Linked DNA regions of Triticum aestivum: region 1 is linked to region 2. Evidence: chromatin contacts called from public Hi-C data. All regions are on one chromosome and are shown on one strand. Each heading gives the region's core, a stretch centred on a gene start, on an enhancer-like site or on the middle of the called end of the contact. The rest is flanking DNA. Distances are from core to core; before and after follow the strand shown. Region 1 holds the start of LOC123079097 (anthocyanidin 5,3-O-glucosyltransferase). Region 2 has its middle 50 kb from the start of LOC123074716.

Region 1 (2,700 bases), core at 71-2,570, 550 kb after region 2:
CCTTGTTCACCTTCTGCTCCGCGTACAGCGGCCAGCACAGCAGCGGCAACCCTGCCGTGATGCCCTCCAGCGTCGAGTTCCAGCCGCAGTGCGTCATGAATGCGCCGGTCGCCCTGTGACGCAGAACCTCCACCTGCGGCGCCCAAGACTTGACCACGAGCCCTCTGTCCTTGGTCCTCTCCAAGAACCCTTCCGGCATGAGCGCGTCGAGGTCAGGCTCCGGCAGCGGATCGCCGTGCTTCTCGTCGGGACTGCGCGGGCTCCGCACAACCCACAGGAACCTCTCCCCTGACTTCTCCAGACCAACTGCAATTTCCTCGAGCTGCTTACTGGTGAATGTGCCCAGGCTGCCGAAGGAGAGGAACACCACGCTCTGGTCCGGCTGCGCGTCCAGCCAGCGGAGGCACTCGTGCTCCTTGTCTCCGCCTCCGGAGACCAACGGCCCGATGCAGTAGACCGGCGGCGTCGCACGACCAGGAACGCAAAGTCCGTCGTTGAGAGCGCTCAGTGCGGGCTTTTCCAGCGAGTCGAAGGAATTGATAAGAATTCCTTTCGCCTCTGCCATTCGCTCAAACATGCGTAAGACGTACACGAGTGCTTCATCGTCGCCGATAACTTCGGAGGGCAGCTCCGAAGCCTTGAAAGGAGGAACGCCCGGGAAGGTGATGATGGAGTCGCCGAGCTCTTTTATCTTGGCCGTATTGCTGGCGAACTTGCTCGGCAGGTTGAGGAAGATGGCAAGGTCGCTGGCAGCGGAGGCGAATGAGTAGAAGACCGGCAGCTTGAGCTCGGCTGCCACGTCCTGGGCGTCGACGCAGAACATGTCGAGGACGAGCGCGTGGACGGAGGGCAGCGAGCGGAGGAAGTCGCGGAGGAGCGCATTCATGGCGGCGAGCGATTGGATAACCTTCACGACGTGGTGCCTGGGCGCGCCGTCGGGGTTGGAATCTGCGGGCGGCGACGGCAGGACGCGGAAGGCGACGGAGGGGTTGGAGGCCCTCGCGCGGGCGACCGCGGCGGAGAAGTCAGTGGACTTGACCTGCGGCTCGACGAGCGCCATGGTGACGGCGAGGCCGTGCTTGAGGAACAGCTTGGCGACCTCCACCATCGGCACCAGGTGGCCGACGCCGAGGCCAGGGTACAGGACCACGGTCTTCTTCATCGCTTCGCTTCACTCTTCTAGTACGAAATGGTTTTGGGTTGGCTTGGTGTTGTGCCTGTGCTCTGCCGCCCTGCAAACAAACCCACCGGGGTCCGGGGATAATATAGCGTGGCCGGCTCGAATCCAGTCAAATTTGGACATAGGGGTGGTCTGGTTGAGCAGTGCATGGCCCGGTGAGACCGTGAGCTGACCTCAGCGACACATCTCGACAGAATTTAAGCTCTGTTAGGGTGCCTCAAGCCGCCGTCGTAAGAGACAGGTCCACACTGTCCTCATCTCATCCAGAGTGGCGCCTTTGGGAGTGGGAACGTCATCCGTGACGGTACTCTCCGTGGAGCCTTTTTCCCGCGAGTTTCCGCCATGCCGATCTGCTCTTCGTATGGACGCCGTCTTCTTCTAGAAGGCTTTGTTTGCTCGCTCTTCAGATCATTGCCACGAGCACAAAATACATTTCTCCTACTCAACCTGCCGATCGCCCAATGGCTGCCGTTACTGATACCGATACGTATGTGCAACCACGACCCTAACTGCTGCAGTGACGCAATGAACGAGTTCTTTTGGAGAAGAACCACATCCAGTGTTCAGCGAAAATACAAAGAACCTCAAATATAATAAAAATTGCATCGATATCCCTGTACCACTGAATGGTCAATGTCGTCGCTAGAACAAGACGGCGGTGCGTCGCTGTTGGCGTTTACCGGTGTCAGCCTGATCTTGTTGATGATATCTGAGATGTCTTCGTGAAAAGCACGTGAACCCTATCCCTCCCGCGCCGCCACCCGCGAGGCGGCCGGGGAGGGCGCCCCGATCTCCTCCGCTCGGCCCCCTCTCCCTCCCTACTCCCCCTCGCCACTGCTGGAGGGCGCGGCCGGGCGAAGCCTGGTCTGCGCAGGCGGCGGCGGGGCTTCCTTCGTCCCCTCACGCGGGTGGTCAGGCGCGGGCCAGATCCGCCGGGCCTGGGCGCCGGACTGGTTGGCGGGTGCGGCGGCACGGCGTGCTGCGGAGTGGTCGGCGACGAGCTCCTGGCGGCGGTGCGGCGGGCGTCATGGTGGTGGTTCTCGCCTCTTGGCGCGCGGGGCTGACTCCGGGGCGGCGGCGCGGGCATGGATTCATCATCTGTTCCTGTGGGCGCGGCCTCGGCCTCCCCTGCTCGGCCGGCGGGTCTCGGTGGGGGGGGGGGGGGGGGCTTCTCCCTGCTGAGATCTGGCTTGCGGGATCTTCCAGATCCCGGCAAGGATGGCGGCGTGCACGAGAGATGAAGGTCTTCGATCAGATCTGGGTGAAAACCTGCTATTGGCTATTGCCAAGGCCGGCGATGGCGACGCTGTCGGCGTCGTTCCCTTCCTGAAGGCATCGTCGTGGAGAAGTTCAAGGCCACTCTCTGCTACCTCCGGGGGAAACCCTAGATCAGTAGATCGGATGACGGCGGCTCTCTGGTGTCGTTTCCCCCGGGGGCGTCATTCTTGGAGGTGCACACGGGCTCGAGGGACTAGAGGACGGCGACTTTGGTGGAGCGGTGCTTCATCATTCACATTGAT
Region 2 (2,700 bases), core at 76-2,575:
CAGTAGTATTTGCTCCTAATAAGATGCACATGGTTTTATATTTAGACAAACAGACAAAGAAAATGGATTTATATTTTTGTATAACCTGTCATTTTGTTGGACTAATAACTTTAGCTTGTCACATTTTACCTTGTCCTTATGCATGAAAAATATTTACTTAGATGTCAGAAACTAAAAACAAATGATTACTTATGGAAAATAGAAGTTCTTCTAAATTTGTTGTAGGTAAGATAAATTTTATTGTTTAAGTGAAGGCACACTTTGGACAATTTCTTCGCATTTCATATCTATTTTCATTTGTGTCAGTGAACTGATTTTAGTAGATTTTCAAGCGCTAGTTTTCTATTCTAAATATGCAAAAACATAATAAATTAATCTCATGTTTGATAGATTACCGTGCCAAGTTTACACCGCAAAAAACACACATGCTGTTTTCCGGATGTGCTATATATATGTACCATTCAGTGTTATGTGTTAAAGTTATTTTTTTGCGGAACTATGTGTTTAAGTTTTCAAGCCTGAAAGCACATGTTGATTTCGGAATGTGCTTACATATATCATTAGAAGTAATCCATATATTTCTTCCATTTGTCATGGTTGTGAAATTCCAAAGTAAAAAAATCGGATCCTTGTGGATTTGATGATTTACGTGGTCGAATAATAAAATTAATGTTTCTTTCATTATTAGCTTCTGGTTATCAGTGAGCGAACGAACTTGAAATGGCCTCATTAAGGATTTTTAAGAAGAAAATGCATGCAGGCGCACTAGTGCTCATAAGAAGGGAATAATCTATTTATTAATATCGATAGCCCTGGTTGAGTTGGCTAGCACGAGCGAGCGAGCGAACATGCATTCTGCCTGGTCGTGTGTTCGACTCGCTAGGCAATAGCAATTTTTACTTGTATTTTCTCCTCGCGCTCACTGACAGGCAGGTCCCACACAGGTGGAGAGAGAGAGAGTTGACCTGTTCTCCAGCAGCGCGTTATGCAATACGTATGCGATGTGTAGAGCCAGGACCGTCGTTTCATGTATCAGGACCGTATTGATCACGTATTTCCATGTACCGGGACTGTATTGAAGCACTTCTCAACCTCGAGGACCATGTTGGACCTTGCCGCCGACTTCAAGAACGATACGTGCAATTATCTCACTACTACTCTGATAAGTTGTTCGGAAAAATCTAGAAGAAAACAACAATCTTATGAGTCGAAAGTCAAAATGAAAGCGCTGTGTGGTTTCGATACTGATTTCTGAGGTTCTTCCGTGATACCTCGGGACTAGCAAAGAGGTCTGAGACGACGAATCCAAGCGAAACAACACTGCTCCCCTGTCTCGCTTTCAGTTGCCGTCTACATCGACTTTTCTCCAGACTTCTCTGAACGGCACTTCTCCAAGTCCATCAAGAACTCGTGAAACGCCACGTCGGACGACCCGCCGTCTTTCACGGCGGCCGCCGCCATCTCCTTGGCCGCCGCGAGCCTCTCCCTCAGCTTGCTCCCTTCCTCCGACGCCATCACCAGCCTCACCTTCGCCGCCACCTCCTCTGCCTTCACCTGTCCCTCCTCGTAGCCCTCCACCGCCACCCCGACCTTCATCTCCTCCACCACGTGCACCTTGTTCATCCTCTGTTCCGCGTACAGCGGCCAGCAGATCATCGGCACGCCGGACACGATGCCCTCGAGCACCGAGTTCCACCCACAGTGCGTCACGAACGCGCCGACGGCTCCGTGACGGAATACCTCCGCCTGTGGCGCCCAGTTCTTCACCACGAAGCCCCTGCCAGCGGTCTTCTCCAAGAAACCCTCCGGGAGCGACGCCTGTAAGTCCGGTTCGATCGACTCGTCCTTCTGCTCGGGAGGGCCGCGCACCACCCATAAGAACCTGTGCCCGGAGTCCTGTAACCCGCGAGCCACCTCTGCTAGCTACGCCGCCGAGAAGGTGCCCAGGCTGCCGAAGCAGAGGAATACCACGCCCCGCTCCGGCTGCGCGTCAAGCCACTCGAGGCACGCGTGTCTCCCACCGGCGCTCCCTCCCGTTTGTCCAGGAAGGACTAGCGGGCCGATGCAGTAGACTGGCGGCGTTGGGCGACCAGGCGTGCAGAGGCCGTACCTGAGTGCTTCCAGCGCCCTCGCCTCCAACCAGTCGAAACTGTTCGCCAGAAAGCCTCTTGCTTCCGGCATCCGCGTGTAGTGGCGCAACCGTTCCTTGGCGATATCGCTCTCCCGGTCCAGCATGGTGGTCGACATGTCCAGCGCGCGGATCGGCGGCACGCCGGGGAAGTGGAGCACCGTCTTGCCCATGTCCTTGAACGAGCACGGGGCGGCGGGGTAGTAGTACGGCAGGTGGAGCATGATGGCGAGGTCGCCGACCGCGGACGCGAAGAAGAAGTACGCGGGGATGTCGAGCTCGGCGGCGACGTCGAGCGCGTCCACGCAGAACATGTCCACCACGAGGGCGTCCACGGCGGGGAGAGTGCGGAGGAACTCCCGCAGCGAGGGGTTGGCGGCGCGGAGCACGTCGATGGTGCGCAGGACCGGGTGGGAGTAATGGCCCTTGCCGCAAGACGGCACGGGGAGGAGGCGGAACGTGATGGCTGGGTTGGCGGTGGAGAGGCGAGCCATTGCGTCTTCCGACACGGCGTCCTTGTCCGGCGGGTTCACGACGGCAATGACGACGGTCTGCCCGCGGCGGAGGAGACC

The links. Hi-C and Micro-C count contacts between places; a contact is called where the count stands out from the background.
Region 1: a Hi-C map of leaf shows a contact between it and region 2, with 4 times the contacts expected there. The contact joins the promoter of LOC123079097 here to the enhancer-like site in region 2. A contact is called at or near these places in 2 of 5 Hi-C or Micro-C datasets (both in leaf).

Annotation. Positions count from the first base shown.
Region 1 is chr3D:389,533,310-389,536,009 of IWGSC CS RefSeq v2.1, forward strand. LOC123079097 (anthocyanidin 5,3-O-glucosyltransferase) reads right to left here and starts at 1,321. Exons shown (of 1, transcript XM_044501770.1): 1 at 1-1,321. The coding sequence starts at 1,162.
Region 2 is chr3D:388,979,921-388,982,620 of IWGSC CS RefSeq v2.1, forward strand. It overlaps the pseudogene LOC123074717. Among protein-coding and RNA genes, the nearest start is that of LOC123074716, 50 kb to the left of the region's middle. Within about 2 kb of position 1,326, at least 1 of the 8 cell types and tissues checked has an H3K27ac peak or open chromatin away from gene starts, as enhancers often do. A contact at or near this core is called in leaf, where this site is marked.